Linked DNA regions of Mus musculus: regions 2, 3 and 4 are each linked to region 1. A link is a contact called in public HiChIP or PLAC-seq and promoter capture Hi-C data. All regions are on one chromosome and are shown on one strand. The core of a region is the stretch at or near the end of the contact, and the rest is flanking DNA. Distances in the headings are between cores, read along the strand shown.

Region 1 (3,859 bases), core at 244-2,743:
CACAAAAGCACATGGGGCGAATGTAAAATATAAACACGGCGTTGGGCTGTGAGTGGCTGTTATTAAAGGTCTGAATTACTAAACATGAGAGGCGGGGAAAGCCAGGCGGCCATTTCAAGAATATAAACCTCCCTGAATTAGACATTATTCAAATGAGAAGCAAGTAGAGAAGACCCAGCACGCAGCTAGAAAGCACTACCACACACAGTCAGGGAGGGGGATCTCCGTGTCTAGCCACCACCCCCGCTCCCCGCAGTACAGGAGAAATCTAGAATATGATCAACTTGTCAGGCCAGCCCTTTGAGGGCAGGAGGGCAATCCTTTACGGTCCAGTTCTCGGGTGACCTCCGAGAGCTCCGAGGCCTCAGAGCGAGAGGGTCCCCAAGGCTACCAGCGCGTGGGGGGGGGGGGATGTGCGCGGAGGAGCTACCAGACCCCGCGAGCACCTCCAACCCAACTGTCCCGCGCGACCCACAGCAGCGCGGACCTCTGGGTGAGGGCCCGGGACACACGGACAACCGAAGCCATTTCCACGGAGGGGAACTTCCCCGAGGGTTCCTCCCACCTAGCCCAGCCTCCAAAGGGTCCGGGGGACCCCAGAGCGAGCTCACAACCCGAAGGCCAGCTCACAGGGCCCACGCCACGCTGCCCCTAACCAGAGACACGGACTGGCTGGGGTCAGGCCGCTGCCCCGGGCACGAGCAGGGCGCGGCTGAGGGGCCCCGGGCCGTGACCCCCGGGCTCGGCCCCACGCGGACCCCCCGCACGGCCGGGGGCAGGGCACCACTCCCCGGTGCGTCCCGCAGCGAGCAGCGTTCCCCAGCCCGAGCCCGCGCCGGCTCCCAATCCTGGGGGGGCGCCGCGCGGGTGTCCGGCCACCGGGGTCCGCTCGGGCCCCGCCGCCCACCGGCATTGTGCTCGCCGCCACCTCTGGCCCCTCCACGCCCCCCCACCGCCCGTCCAGGTCTCCCGCCCGCACCCCGCCGCGCCCCGCCAGCCCAGCAGCTATGAATATGTAAAATGTCTTTATTGTCCTCTCCCGGTGCCCCGGCCCCGCCGCCTGCCGTGGACCCGCTTAGATTCGGGCACCGTGCGAGGAGGCGGCGGCGGCCGGCGGAGGAGGAGGGCCGGTGCCGGCGGGCGGGCCGGCGCGGCAGCCGCGGGGTGGGCCGGGGGCAGGAGGAGCGCGGTGGCTCACAGCCCCCTTTGCCCCGGGTCTTCTTCCCCCTCCGCCCGGCCGCTCCGAGCTCCTTTTCCCCCTCCGCTCGGCGCCCAGAGGGGGCTGTGTTCCCCGGCCCCCCATCTCCTCGCCGTTAATTATAATAATCCTGAGTACTAATAAATTATGCTAAGTCGCGGGGGGGGCAGCGGGAGCCCGGCTCGAGTATGAATATGAATATGTAAAATGCTGTAATGATTACCTGCTGCTGCTGCCGCCGCGGCTGAACTCTCATCTTGACTCGCTGCTCCTCCGTCCGCCATTTTGAATATTTTAACCAAAATCGCCCGGTCGATAAACCCTCCCTCGCTCCCGCTCCCCTCCCCCTCCCGCCCTGCTCGCCGCCTCCCTCCTCTCCGCACCCTCCCGTTCCTTCCTCTCCCGAGGCGCGCGCCAGGGGGCGCCCGAGGCCGGCGCTGCTCTCCGCCGGCCCCCTTGGAAGAGCTCCACCCCCCTGCGCGCGCGGTGCGCACGCGCGTCCAGGCTGCAGGGACCCCGCCCCCTCAGGCTTCTAAAGTGCCCCCTAACCTGCCAATCATCTCTTCCTTGTTTTGTTTTTTTTTCTTTCCCCCTCCCGTCCGCGCCGCTGTGCGCACGCGCAGTTTTCTCCACGCGCCGGAGAGGTAGGAAGCGCATGCGCGTCTCTTCGCCCCCTCCCTCCCCCCGGGAGCGCGGCTTCACCCCAAAGTGTAGTATGTCAAGTGCTTGTTTACGTCTCGGGATGGGCTTCCCGTCTTCCGTGTTAGTCCCCTCCCGGATAAGTTCGGGGTTTCCACGGCGGTACTGTAAAAGGGCAACATGCCCGGCGTCTCGCCGCGAGGACACGCGTGAGGGACTAGCGAGCGCTCCACGGCCGCGCACTTTTTCAGGACTCCCTCGCAGTTGACTGCGACAATGGAGGGGACCGCTCCCCGCCGAGGTAATTTCCGGCCCTGTGTGCAGGTGGGGGCGGAAACGCCCTCGGCGGGCAACGGGCACGAGGCACCTGCTGGGCCACGCGCGGACGTCCCGCTTTAAATTTGAATCCGAGCTAATCCCCGCCCCGCGCCTCAGCCCACGCCGCAGATTCGGGGCGGGGCCGGCGGGCGGACTCCTGGGGGCGTGTCCTGGCGGCTCTAATTAGCCAGGCAAAGAGTCGCCTCCACTTGTCGCGCGTGCCCGGCCCAGCCTCTGTGGGAGCGGCCGTCCGAGTCGCCCGGACGCCCTTGCACGCGCCCACCCGTGCGAAACAAACAGACCCCATCTGCGTAGGGATTCTTTTTTCTTTTTTTTTTTTTTTCTTCTGGAGCACCTTTTAAAGGCTAATTGTAAACTGACCTGATTAAAACCATGCAAGTTGGCAATAGCGCCAACGGTTACGAATTCTCTTTGCTCTGTCGTTCAGTAAATACGATCGCGGGGGGCGGGGGGTGGGGGTGGTGATATTCCTCTTGTGACCATCTTCCTAAGTAATTAGCCAAAATATTGCCCAGATTGCTCCTTTATTGCAAAAAAAAAAAAAAAAAAAAAAAAAAAAAAAGGCCTGGATGAAGACCCAAATCTATTTTACTAATTCTTGACAAGTCCCAAGATTTTCCTAAAAAAATTTCTAAGGATAAAAACAAAAATATTGTGTGGTAAGAATAAATAGGTCCTAGGCTGTCCTTGAGAGGGGTATTCCTAAGTTTCAACTGGGTAAAACTGCAGGTTCTGCACACACACACACTCACACACACACACAGCCCTAAACACCCTAAATAAACAGATCCCTACCTGGAAGCAATTATTTTAGCGGTTAAAGTTTTCATTGTGAGCCCGAGGTTGCTTGTTGAATTCTTTACTCTGCACAAGTACACCTAAAACTGTCTGTCTGTTACAGCTAGTGATTTGAGGTGAGATTGATTTATTCGAAGTAATTAAGCCTTAGGGTGTGCACATGACTGCTTAAACCAAATAATTGGTCCACCCTATAATTATTTCAAAATACACAAACCAGCACAGTAAAGGAAATGCAAATTTGAACCATGTTACAATTAATATCTGGAAATATGACAAAATTATATTACTATAAGGGAAATCTTGGAATATAATTTAAAGTGAAGTAAACAACACTATTCCTGGCAGGTACAAATTTGAAGTCATCACCACTAACCTATTTTCTTCCTATTTAGTCTTAGTTTGCTCTTTGGTTCAAAAATTAAATGAATATGACCTTCGTTCAAGTCACTGAACCTGGTGGATACACTATTCATTCTGCATTGTTTCATTTCCATCAAAGGAAGTAGGTGTGGAGAGAATTAGTTAAAGAATAATTCTATGTGTAGGGTGGGAAAAGTTTAAAATAGTCTGTATCAGTCTTTTCCATAATGGCAGTATTTATGTTTGCATCTGTGTCCCCAGTGCTTAGCCCAACTCTTGGCTTTAGTAGATGCTTATAAGTGTTTTGAAAGGTATTAAAAAATAAACCCGACAACTGTCAGACCACGCTCTCAAACTCCTGCCACCACTAGTTCCCTCTCGGCCACAATCCCCTGTAACCGGCACTCCATTAACCAAATAGGTCCCCCATCCTCAAAGTTTGATAACACAATACCCAGTAACCCGGCAAAATAATGACTCTTAAGTTAACCAATTAGATTTATGTATCAATAATATCACAAT
Region 2 (3,410 bases), core at 239-2,738, 340 kb after region 1:
AGTAAATCAAAAAAGACAAGGAGGCATTATGGCCCACAGGATGAAGCCTGGAGGCAGAAAGGGCAGACTGCTTTAATAGAGGTGTTTAGTCAGTACGTTGGCCACCTGTAATTAATCAGGTCCAGTACTAGGTCCTGATGACATAATAAAAGCGCAGATTCAAGAACTGGTGATGGCAATTAGGAGGAGCAGCATTGATGGAGGTGTTTCAGACCGCAGAACAATCACCATGGCAACGAGAGCCTGCACCATCACTATGGAGTTACAGCGCTTGAAATTATGGCTGGCGAAAGAGTGTGACATTGTTGGTGAGGTTTTGAAAAAGGTGCACAGGCATGTTATAGATGTTTCAAAACCAGGCTTTTTATTTGCCAGACTGTGGCTTATCGTCTCCCTTTCCCTTAGTGTTCTCTTTTGGGGAAACTAGAGACAAACTACTTAAAAAACAATGCAGATTATAAACAAGACCTAGCTTGAGAAAGTCATTGTGGCTCATGACTGTCCCAGTGAGGGAACAACAAGCAGCTTTTGACTCAAAGAATTACTGTGTCATAGAACATACATGACATATGCAGTGAGTGTCCTTGTGCCTTGAAGTTCTGATCTTGCTGCTCATTGGAGAGCCTGTTTTTGTCCGTAGCCTATAGACCAGGCTGGCCTTGAACACAGAGATCTGCCTGCTTCTGCTTCTCAGAAGATGGGATTAAAAAGATGTACCACCACCTTTCTTCTTACAGCAGCCACAAGATTTCTGCCCAGCATTTAAAGCCAAGAAGAAACTGACACACTTGCATTTAGGGCTTGGTTTCAATGGTAAAATTTGAACAGGTTTTGAATTAGCAGGAGGGTCCAGCATCTTGACATTGCAAAAACATGTTGCCATCTGCAGATTTCTTGGGTCACATTGACAGTTTCCCCAGGTCACAAACAGCCCCTGGGCCCCAGGTGGGACATGCATACTGCTTATTTTGTTATGTGGCAGATTTCATTTTTTATGAATACAAGTGAGGTCACACTTTTGTGGCCCCCTTCCATCTTCTCTTCCTTCACTGGAAACCTCACTTTGGGGGACACTAGGGGCTTGAGCAACTCCAGGGCAGGGTTCATAGAGGCCCCGTCAGTCAAAGACAATCCTTAAACTTCTGCCACCATGTTCTGGGTCCTGCTCCCTCCTGTCCCTGTGCCCTCTGTCCCTGCCATTGCTGCCACTATTCCTATACCGTTCAGCTGCCACTTCAGCCTAACAACTATTGCCGCTTCTCTCTTGTAAGCCCGACCTTGGACTCTGCCCTGATTCCCCAGCACAAATCAAGACTGGTCCATCACATTGAGAGATTTAGCTGTTCCTAAATCTCATGGACCTGAGGTGGAAGAAGGCCAGCGCATGAAGGTTTTTGGTTTTCTTTTCACTATGCCTCTCCATCCACAGATGTCACTAAACCCATAACCTTCTAACTTAGTACAACACAGCTGCTGCAAAGGCACACTTCCTGTATTCTTTAAAAGTTTCCATTCTGATTAGGAAACAGTCAAGCGCATCACTTCTCTGAGGGAGAACCTTCCTTCTTCATTTTGGAGTTAACTATTAAGATACGTGAATTTTAAAGATCTGGTATATATAAGGGCGGCTGAAGACAGCATCCGCTGCCCTGACTACAGCGCACCACACCATCTCATCTTGCATCAGAGGAGTCTGTGAGAAGCATGCCTGACCATCTCTAGTAGGCTTCACAGTAGAACATAGGAGATCCTGTGTGGACTCTAGAGCAAGCCAGCTTGGGCCAAAGCACAGCCCTATCAGTTCCTAGCTGTGCACTGGTGGGGAAGCGTCTTAATCCCCCGTGACTGCTTAGCAGTCCCTGTGAACTAGGAACAATGATAGCATAACCTGCTCCACTGGGCTGTGGGGAGAGCCGATCAATCACTACCAAACCCACACAGCTGATTTTCTATATCTGGGGGGAGGGGGCCCTCATTCCACAGATTCTACCAACTTGACACTTTAAAAAGTAGGAATAAATTGGCTTCTTTCTTATTTATATCTCAGTTGTTCATTTCTCTTACTCTTTGGTCAGTGAAGACACTGTATTGAGGAAGAGTGAATCAGGCTGTGAGCGTCCTTACCTCCTCCTAGGCTTGAAAGGAAACGTTCTCCCTTCCCCAACTCAGTACCCCACTGGCTGTAGGTTTGTTTTACATAACCGTTCTTCTGGTGAAGTAGGCTTCTTCTGTTCTTAGTTTCTTCAAGGCTTTTATCATAAAGGCATGTTAAAATTTATTGAAGTTCTTTTCTGTATCAATTGAACTAAATATATAATTTCTATCCCTAAGACTGTTTATGTGCTGTCTTAAATTTATTGTTTGCTTGTGATAAGCCAATCCATGTATGCTTGATCATGGTGTATAATATTAGAGAAAAAAATATACATATATGTATATAAATATATACACATATGTGTATGTGTATCTAATTTTATTTAACATTTGAGAACATAATATATGCATACAATGTAGTTTAATGATATTTACCCCACTCCTCTCCTAACCTCTCTCAGATTCACCCTGCCCTTTCAAATTCTCTCTCTCTCTCTCTCTCTCTCTCCCTCTCTCTCTCTCTCCCTCTCTCATAATGCACTAAGTCCAACCTGTGTTGCCTAAATACTCATGGGTGTGGGACGAGCCACTGGAATGTGGTTGACTTACCAGGGCCACTGTCTTAAAGAAAACTGACTCTCCTTCCCCCAAAGCCAACAGTCAGTAGCTCCTCAGTTGGGTAGAGGCCAAGGAGCCCCTCCTCACTGCATGCCCGAATGCTGACTGGCTTGATCGCATGCTGGCACTCACAGCTGCTGTTGAGTTTGTGAGTCCAGAAGACATCCTTTTGCTCCCATCCTTCCTCACCTCTCACTCTTACAATCCTTTTTCTCCTCTTCCACAGTGTCCTTGATTCTGGGATGAGGTGGTGTGGCAGAGATGTCCCATCTGTAGCTGAGCACACCACCTCAGCTGAGGACACCACAGACAGTTACTCTCTGCACTTTGACCAGTCATGCGTTTCTCAGTTGGTTTACTTCACAAAGATACTTCTCTGATGATGTCTGAGAGCTGCACTATGCTTTTGGTTTAGAAATATAAATTTAAGGGGCTTAGTGATTAAGAGCACTGACAGCTCTTCCAGAGGTCCTGAGTTCAAATCCCAGCAACCACATGGTGGCTCACAATCATCTGAAATGGGATCCAATGCCCTATTCTGCTGTGTCTGAAGACAGTGTACTCACATACATAAATAAAAGTTTTTTAAAAAGAAATATAAATTTAAGGGTCAATTTGATATTGTTTCCATTTAGCAAAAAAAAGTAGTAGGTTCACCCCGGGGGCTAGTATAATATTGTAATGTGTTCTTGAATTTG
Region 3 (3,663 bases), core at 431-2,930, 410 kb after region 1:
TGCTATTGTCAGGCACAGGGGAAACAGGTACTGAAAGAGTGACAAGTTTCTGAGACCTGTAATCAGCCTTGCTGCCGGAAGTCCTGTCCTCTAACCACCTCCTCCATTATTTGTCTTCTGAAGCCACCAGGCTGTTTTCTCAGGAATGTAAACACAGGAGACTGGGCTATTCTTACTTCCATGTCTGCTCCGGGAGGAAGACCCCCAAAGCAAGCCTGGCTCTCAGGCTGGACTGCTCACACTTTACTTACCCATGCGCCTTCTGAGCAGATTTGTACTTTCTGCATATCTATGGGGCCATCCTCCAACTCTTGGATCTCAACCTCTTCCTCCTTTTGCTCTTCTTTCAGGGTCAAATTCAGAGGGTAGGCCCGGGACTCCATTTCTGCATTCAAGAGTTAGCAGACAATCAGGTGTCAGTGGGAACTAGTCTGTGAGAGGGCGGCTCAGGCACACACACACACACACACACAAACCTGTTTAGGTCAAAGCACTGTCTGCTTCCAGCTGGAAGGAAGGGGTTCAGAAAGGTGGCTGGCTTATTTAATTATTACAGAGGCTGAGGGCAGATAATTTATCTGGCTAACTTCAAATATTTAAAGAGCCCCCTGTGGCACGGAGACCAGAGTAGTTTTCACAGAGCCTCTGTGCAGAAGGGCAGAACTTAGAACAGTGGGTAAATATCCCGGGAAGAGGTTTCAAACAGCTCAGTGATGGGCAGAAGTTCCCACTGCCAGGACTGTTTGAGCACGGAATCAGGACCAGAGGAGGGCGGTGCTGATTTGCTACCACATCAAAGTATCTCAGCCTAGATAGGAAATTTAAATAGTTAGCCCAAAATAGTTATCACCTGGGTTTTCCAGATTCATAGGCGCTGTCCACAAGCTACTTCAGAAACTTAACAGTTTTTCTGCCTCAAAGGACCTCCCAAAGCCAAGTCCATGATGCAGAGAGGGGCGTGCCTGGGTGGCAGAGGCCAACCCAAACCTGGCTGGACTTCTCCTCGCCTCTGGGTCGCAAATCCTCTCTATTCGAAGCCTCCTCAGGCTGGTACAAAGAGGTTCCCCAGAAGAGACTGCGGGCAGCTGCTGGGTATGCAGAGAGTGTGCATCTGTGAGCTCCATTTCCCGGGACTTCCCAAGCAAGGATCTTCCCGGAGTTCAGAGTCAGCTTCTTCAATGTTTCTGGGGTGGGTGGAGGCATGGGGAGGTAGGAACACTCGTGAGGTCACAGGAGTCCCGGGACCTGAACTTGGCCGCGGCCTGTGCCCAGCTGCGGGGCGGGTGGTGGGAGGGGCCGGCACGAAGGTGCTCGCCGCCGCCCTTGCCCGCTCCAGCCATCTTGTCCAACCCTCTCCCGCCACCCCCGCCCACCACTAAGGTCCTCGGTCCACCTGCGGGGCGGCGACAGCCCACGCCGCCTACCTCCCCGGCCGGCCCGCAACAAAGGCGGCGGCGGAGGCGACACTGCCACCGGCGGCCCCCGCCCCACCGTGGCCCAGCCTCCTCCGCCGGCCTCGAGGACGAGCCGCCCGGATCCCGCAGCCCGCGCGCACTCACCCCGGCCGAGCGGGCGGCGTCGCCGCAAAGGGCGACGAAGGCTGTGGCCCGGCATTCACCGCGCCATCGTCTCCACCGCTCCCGCCGCCCCAGCGCGGCCCCTCGGGAGGGAGCGAGGACACGTGGTGGGAGGGGAGGGGTGGGCGGAGCCCAGGGTGTTAGGGGCGGGCTAGGGGCGGTGACGTCAGCAGGTCTCGGCGGCGCTTCCGGCGACCTCGGTGCTTCGAGCCGCGTTAGCCCGGTGGCTGGCTCACTTGCGGCCGCCGAGGTGGGCATTTGCTCGGAGGAACACCGCAGCCTTTCCGCTCAGGCATCCAGAAATGCTCTGTGCGCGGAGGGGTGACCGGGCTCATCGTTCTTGTTCTGTCCAGAACGCTGATCCAAGCATACCAAGAAGCGAACTTGAAGATTTTTGTAGTATTGCCCTTTAACTCCCAAGCATGTAGTTTCCTGGGCGTAGTAGGTGTGAAGAAGTTTTTTCGAGTTGTTTGCCCACAGCTCTGTGGAGAATATAGCAACCATGTTCCAGGAGACCTCGAAAATCTTCTTATTTCAGAAAAAGATTCTACAGTCGGAGATCTGTTTGGACCTTGTTTAAACAAACACCACACACACACACACACACACACACACACACACACACACACACACACACACTTCATACTTATTGAAAATACTAAAAGATTGAGTTCAACTTGGGGGTTGGTGATTTATAGCCAAGGAGAGGAAGGGGTGTGGATGTCAAGAGTGTGGATAATTACTAAGAGGAATTATCAAAGATTGAGGGATTCTTGCTAAACCCACTAAACTGGATTCTGGTTGAAAGCAGACCAGGGTGATCAGATAACAAATGTGCTAAACTGACTTAGGATTCTTGCTTAAATAAGGCTGGGCAAGCAGAGGTGGGGGTGGGGAGCACGGCAGCAGAGGCAGCTCAGGAGAGGGTTCAAGAGCCTGTGGTTAAGAAAAGAATCGTTTTTAAAAATCAAAATATTATTTTAAGTAATATGTGCATGGGTATGTGCTTATGCCTGAAGGCTAGAGTCATGGGATACCACTGTGTTGGAGTTACAGGTAGCTGTGAGCTGCCTGATCGGGGTGCTGGAAACTAAGCTCTGATCCTCTTCAAGAGCAGTGCACTTAACACCCGAGCTGCCTTTACAGCCCCCAGGAGAAGCTGTTGTTAAACATTTTACTTTAAACTTATTGCTTCTGTTCACTAATGTGTGTGTAAGCACAAATGCCAAGGCATAGATGAGCTGTGCTTTTTAATACATATAGTACGACACAGAAGACTCACTCTTGAAATGTTGTTATGGCTGACAAGAGCAAAGAGCAATGATGGCTTAATCACTGCACAGAGATTATTGATATATTGAAAGAGAAGGTTAGGATTCCTTTGTTGTTTTAATGGATAGCTCTTTTGATGTATATATTTATTTATTTTTTTAAGAATCAGGAATGGTGGCTTAAATTAATTGATATTCTCATTTTTAACTTTGCTGAGGGAAATGGCAGTTTCCATTGCAAAAGTGAGAAGGTTGTCAGGAAGAGAGCAGAGGGTGCTGGGCCATTGTTGACACCTTCTCTCAAAGGTGAACATGTGTTCCGAAGTAAGAAAAAAAGCAATGCTAAGTTTTAGTCTTTGAGAGTCATACACACACACACACACACACACACACACACACGTATGTATATAAGAGGCTAGTCAGTGACCCATTTTGATCTTTAATTTTTTTTTCAGAAAGATTTATGTGGATGAGTGTTTGTTTGTGTGTATGTCATTGTTTGCCCTGGAGTGCTGTGATACAACACCATGACCAAAAACAACTTGGAGAGGAAAGGGTTTATTTCAGTTTAACAGTTGTAGTTCCTCATGAAGGTAAATCAGGGCAGGAGCTCAAGGCAGGAACCCAGAGGCAGGAACTGAAGCAGAGACCACAAAGAAGTGCTGCTTGCTGACTTGTTCCCTGTAGCTTGCTCAGCTTACTTTCTCATGTCACTCGGGACCACCTGCCAGGATGATACCACCCAGTAGGCTAGGCCCTCCCACATCAGTCATTAATCAAGAACAATCTGAAGAAGGCAATTCCTCAATTGACAT
Region 4 (3,823 bases), core at 367-2,866, 410 kb before region 1:
TCCAACTGCAATTGGTCTACATTAAAATACTGGCTCAGCCAAGAGCCTGGGATGTGATGTCTCAGGCGCTGTGTGACTCGATCTACCACATGACCTCCTGCCAGAGGTCATATTCCTTCGGGGGACATGAGCTCTGTTTAGTGTTTCTGGGAGAAGAGGAAGTGCGGTGCCTAGCAGCTGCTAATAACTGCGTGCTGAATGGATTCTCTGCATTCTTGGGACCAAGATCCTCCAAGCAAGTTTTCAGGACAACTCTCCCTCTGCCAGTACAAAGTCCTTGAAGTAAAGTTTACCAGGAAGAGACCAGGGACATCCAGACACATCATAAACAATCCTCCGGGACCCTGTTGTGCCAATAAAGCTGACGTCAGAGGCTCCTAAAATGGTCCATACCCTTACGGATCTGCTGAACATTCCAGAAGTGTGTCTACAGAATGAATGCAAATTTTATTTCATCTAGTTAAAAGAAATGTTGTGGGGCTGGAGAGATGGCTCAGCAGTTAAGAACACATACTGCCCTTGCATGTGACTGGAGTTAAGTCCTCAGCACCTATGTCATGACCTCACACCCAACCCGTGTAACCCAGCGCCCAGGGAGATCTGAGGTGGCCTCTTGCACCTGAACTCATATGCACACATACCAAGCCCCAACATGCACATAATTTAAAAATTAATAAACGTTAATGCTGGGCAGTGATGGTGCACACCTCTAATCCCAGCACTGTGCCTAGCTGCGCCTTCACGTGAACCTCCATACAAAGTAGAAACTTCCCTGGCGAGGACTGAGAGATGGAGTTCTGCAATGTATATGTATTCAAAAGGTCTGAGGAGGGAGAAGCAGGCTGACCTTTAAGTTCAAAGCCAGCCTAGTCTACAGAATGAATTCTAAGACAGCCAGGACTACACAGAGAAACCCTGTCTGGGAGGGGGTGAGGGTGGGTGGGTGGGGAGGGGAATCAATAAGAGTTTAAAAGAGAAATGAAGAAAAAAATTAATTAAAAAAAAAACCACTTCAAAGGCTGGTGATAAAGGTTCTTGTCACCATGCCTAAGTGGAACTAAAACTCAATCCCTGGAGGCCACCTGGTGGATTGGGAGACTGGCGAAGGTTGTCCTCTGACCTCCGTCTGTGCGCTGATGCACACACATGCATGTGCACGAACACACAATAAAATGTAAAGATTTAATTTTTTTAAATCTAAGACAGAGAAAGAAGCTAGAATACAGTTCATATTCAAAGTTTAGTCGCCTCAGAGAAAAACCTCTAGCCAAAAGCTGGCTTCTCTTTAGCTTTATGCCCCACACCCAAGCAGAGCTGCAGTTCAAATGCCGATGTTGGACATCAGTTAGTCCCCCACAGTGTGGCAGCTACGCGGCTCCGTGAGACTATTAATAACTATGTTCAACTTCTTGTCTCAGATGTTAGTGAGACTTTTAAAAAAAAATACACAAAACAAAACAAAAAGCCCAACCTGCCCTAAAATGCTGGCACACCAAAGGCCACACCAGAAAGCCCACAGCAAAGAAACGGATGCCAGAGCCAAGAAAGGACAATGAGGTTTCACATCCTGTCTGCAGGAGGAAATGGAAGCTGGAAGTGCAGGTCCTTGGGGACCCCTTTGAGCCTGAGTGGTTTGTGTTTCCCTGCTGGTAAACACAGTGCAGTCTCCTGTGGATCCACAAGCTAGCTCCCTCCCTCTCGTTTCTACTCCCAAATGTTTTTCTTCCAACCCACACAGCCAAGCTTTCCGGTCAGCTCCTGAAGGGAAGGATGTGGGACCTCAGCACCCACCCACCCCCAACGCCCCCTGCGGACACTCTCAGATGTCCAAGGGCCAGGAGGGCTGGTGTGAGCACGCATGGGCTGTGATTCCTCTGACTGAAAACTGTTTATATTCGGTAGGGCTTTTGTTTCTTTAGTAGTTCATAAGGACAAATAATTACAGAATTACTAGTAAGATAAACAGCCTAAAATGTCTGCATGTTTAGAAATGGCTTAAAATACCATGGTGCATCTATAGCAGCACAGCCCCGTCTGTAGGTGTGGGTGACTGGTGGCCTGCTGGCCTGGACACTTCCCTGGCACAATGCTCAAGGACAACAGAGGCAAACGCAAAAGCCTTGTGATACTATTGTTTTTCCCCTTGGTTTTCCCATATCCCCTTCCCCAAAAATCTTTACTAGGACCGTGTTTGTTTCCTGATTTGAAGAAACCACTTGTAAAAATGCCATTTTCACAACAGGAAATTTGACTACACACTGAGAAATAGATAAAAACAAAACAAAACAAAACAAAACAAAACAAGACTTTGGCTCTCAGAATACATTTTTCAACGTGTTTATGTTAGGCCGGTGAGATGGCTCCGGAGGAAGAGGGCTTTATGAACCTGACATGTTTCTTCTGCAGGACTTCCACGGTCAGAGGATAAAACCAACTTGACCAGGTAATCCTTCACCATCCACACTTGCACGGTGCATGTGCGCCTACATACAGAAACGTTTTAATTCAACATGACAAGGGTTAGGGTTAGGGTGATATAGGGTTAGTGTTGTTATATACGTGAGTATCCAGACTTTAATCTTTTAGGTGCATATGCTCTCACAGACTCTCCTTCCCCCAATGTCTGTATTTTAATGTTTAGATTTAGTGGCTTCTTTTGCCTGCATGCATGCATGCATGTGTATATGCATATATGCACACATGTGTGCATGTGTACCATGTGTGTGCCTGCCATCCTTAAGAGTTCTGAGCTTATTTGGGGTTTGCTTTTTATTTTTTTGAGACAGTGTTTCACATAGTCCAGTTCTGATTCCCCTTGCCTCAGCCTCTCCAGTGTTGGGAGGACAAGTGTGCTCTACCACACCCGGGGTCTATGGATGTTTTATCAATGTTCAGATTTGTTCTTTTCAGGACAGCAGAGTCTTGAGTCTACAGGACACAGGTGCAGGAGGCCACTCCCATGTAAATGCTCAGTTAAGTCAAGTGGCTTTTCTACCAGTGCCCCAGTACCAGGCTCCTCCTCCACAAGGGCTCACCTTCCTCGAGCAGGGCAGCATCCAGCTGGCACCGAGGTCACCCCACTGCCTTCAGAACGAACCCCAGAGGTTTCCTCTTAGCCCAGCTCAGCTCACTGGGCCCAGGCCTCCGCGAGAGGCTACAGACGGGGTTGGCACGTTTCCTGAGAAGCCAGAGCCCTTGAAGCAGGAGGAAGGCCAGCAACACCCAGTTTTCTCTTGAGAGAAGCAGATGATAAAACCCCTAAGGGCTCCATCCCTCCCATCCGGAGTCTTAAGTGATGAAAGGCAGGGGCACCCTTTGTATCCTTGGTGACCAGCAACACACACACACATCACTAGAAAGCATCAACTCTTGTATGGCCGCTGGTATCATTTGTGGTGCAGCCCTTGACAGACCAAGTCATGTAGTCTTTGGCTTTGTCTACCTTTATCACGCAGTCTTTCAAATCGAAACTAAGACCCCCCCCCAACAGCCATGTTTCTATCACCTACCCTCCCATCCCCCCATGCCCCACTCGCAGATCCTGGAGACAGAACTGCTGCCAGCACGTGGGACACTGATCAGAATAAAGAAACGAGGGTTTTTTTCCCCCTTTAGACTAAATAGTCCCAGCTCGCTCTCTGTTCCTAAATGCTAAGTGACAATGGTTGGACAAAATATATAATCTAAGACTGAACATTTTTCTAAAGAGAGGTAGGTATAAGGCTAGCAGAGCTGGTACTAGCTCAGTGTGCTACAAGAGAGGAAGAGGAAGAAAGGCAGGCGCAGGGCGTGTGCCAATCTTTGGAGCAATTGGGTCTCCCTG

Evidence for each region. HiChIP or PLAC-seq counts read pairs in DNA pulled down with a chosen protein or histone mark. Capture Hi-C pulls out chosen DNA fragments and counts their contacts.
Region 2: a contact with region 1 is called in an H3K27ac HiChIP or PLAC-seq map of microglia, with 8 times the contacts expected there. The contact joins the enhancer-like site here to the promoter of Pou2f1 in region 1. A contact is called at or near these places in 2 of 39 promoter capture datasets (hippocampal neurons and second pharyngeal arch cranial neural crest), 2 of 115 datasets of contacts at active chromatin or transcription factors (embryonic stem cells and microglia) and 1 of 9 other capture datasets (pancreatic islet).
Region 3: a contact with region 1 is called in a promoter capture Hi-C map of adipose tissue. The contact joins the promoter of Pogk here to the promoter of Pou2f1 in region 1. A contact is called at or near these places in 8 of 39 promoter capture datasets (cranial neural crest, hippocampal neurons, liver and 4 more), 3 of 484 Hi-C or Micro-C datasets (embryonic stem cells and muscle stem cells), 2 of 115 datasets of contacts at active chromatin or transcription factors (bone marrow-derived macrophages and memory CD8 T cells) and 1 of 9 other capture datasets (adipose tissue).
Region 4: an H3K4me3 HiChIP or PLAC-seq map of pro-B cells shows a contact between it and region 1, with 2.6 times the contacts expected there. The contact joins the enhancer-like site here to the promoter of Pou2f1 in region 1. A contact is called at or near these places in 2 of 39 promoter capture datasets (liver and pre-B cells), 1 of 115 datasets of contacts at active chromatin or transcription factors (pro-B cells) and 1 of 9 other capture datasets (adipose tissue).

What each region holds. Positions count from the first base shown.
Region 1 is chr1:166,001,141-166,004,999 of GRCm38.p6, forward strand. Pou2f1 (POU domain, class 2, transcription factor 1) reads right to left here and starts at 1,494. Exons shown (of 16, transcript NM_198932.3): 1 at 1,422-1,494. The coding sequence starts at 1,482.
Region 2 is chr1:166,344,308-166,347,717 of GRCm38.p6, forward strand. No RefSeq gene overlaps it. Among named protein-coding and RNA genes, the nearest start is that of Tada1, 33 kb to the right of the region's middle. Within about 2 kb of position 1,489, at least 43 of the 459 cell types and tissues checked have an H3K27ac peak or open chromatin away from gene starts, as enhancers often do. A contact at or near this core is called in hippocampal neurons and microglia, where this site is marked.
Region 3 is chr1:166,408,148-166,411,810 of GRCm38.p6, forward strand. Pogk (pogo transposable element with KRAB domain) reads right to left here and starts at 1,681. Exons shown (of 6, transcript NM_175170.4): 1 at 1,560-1,681; 2 at 851-1,184; 3 at 252-385. The coding sequence starts at 869.
Region 4 is chr1:165,587,810-165,591,632 of GRCm38.p6, forward strand. No RefSeq gene overlaps it. Among named protein-coding and RNA genes, the nearest start is that of Gm51750, 31 kb to the left of the region's middle. Within about 2 kb of position 1,617, at least 69 of the 459 cell types and tissues checked have an H3K27ac peak or open chromatin away from gene starts, as enhancers often do. A contact at or near this core is called in adipose tissue, liver, pre-B cells and 1 more, where this site is marked.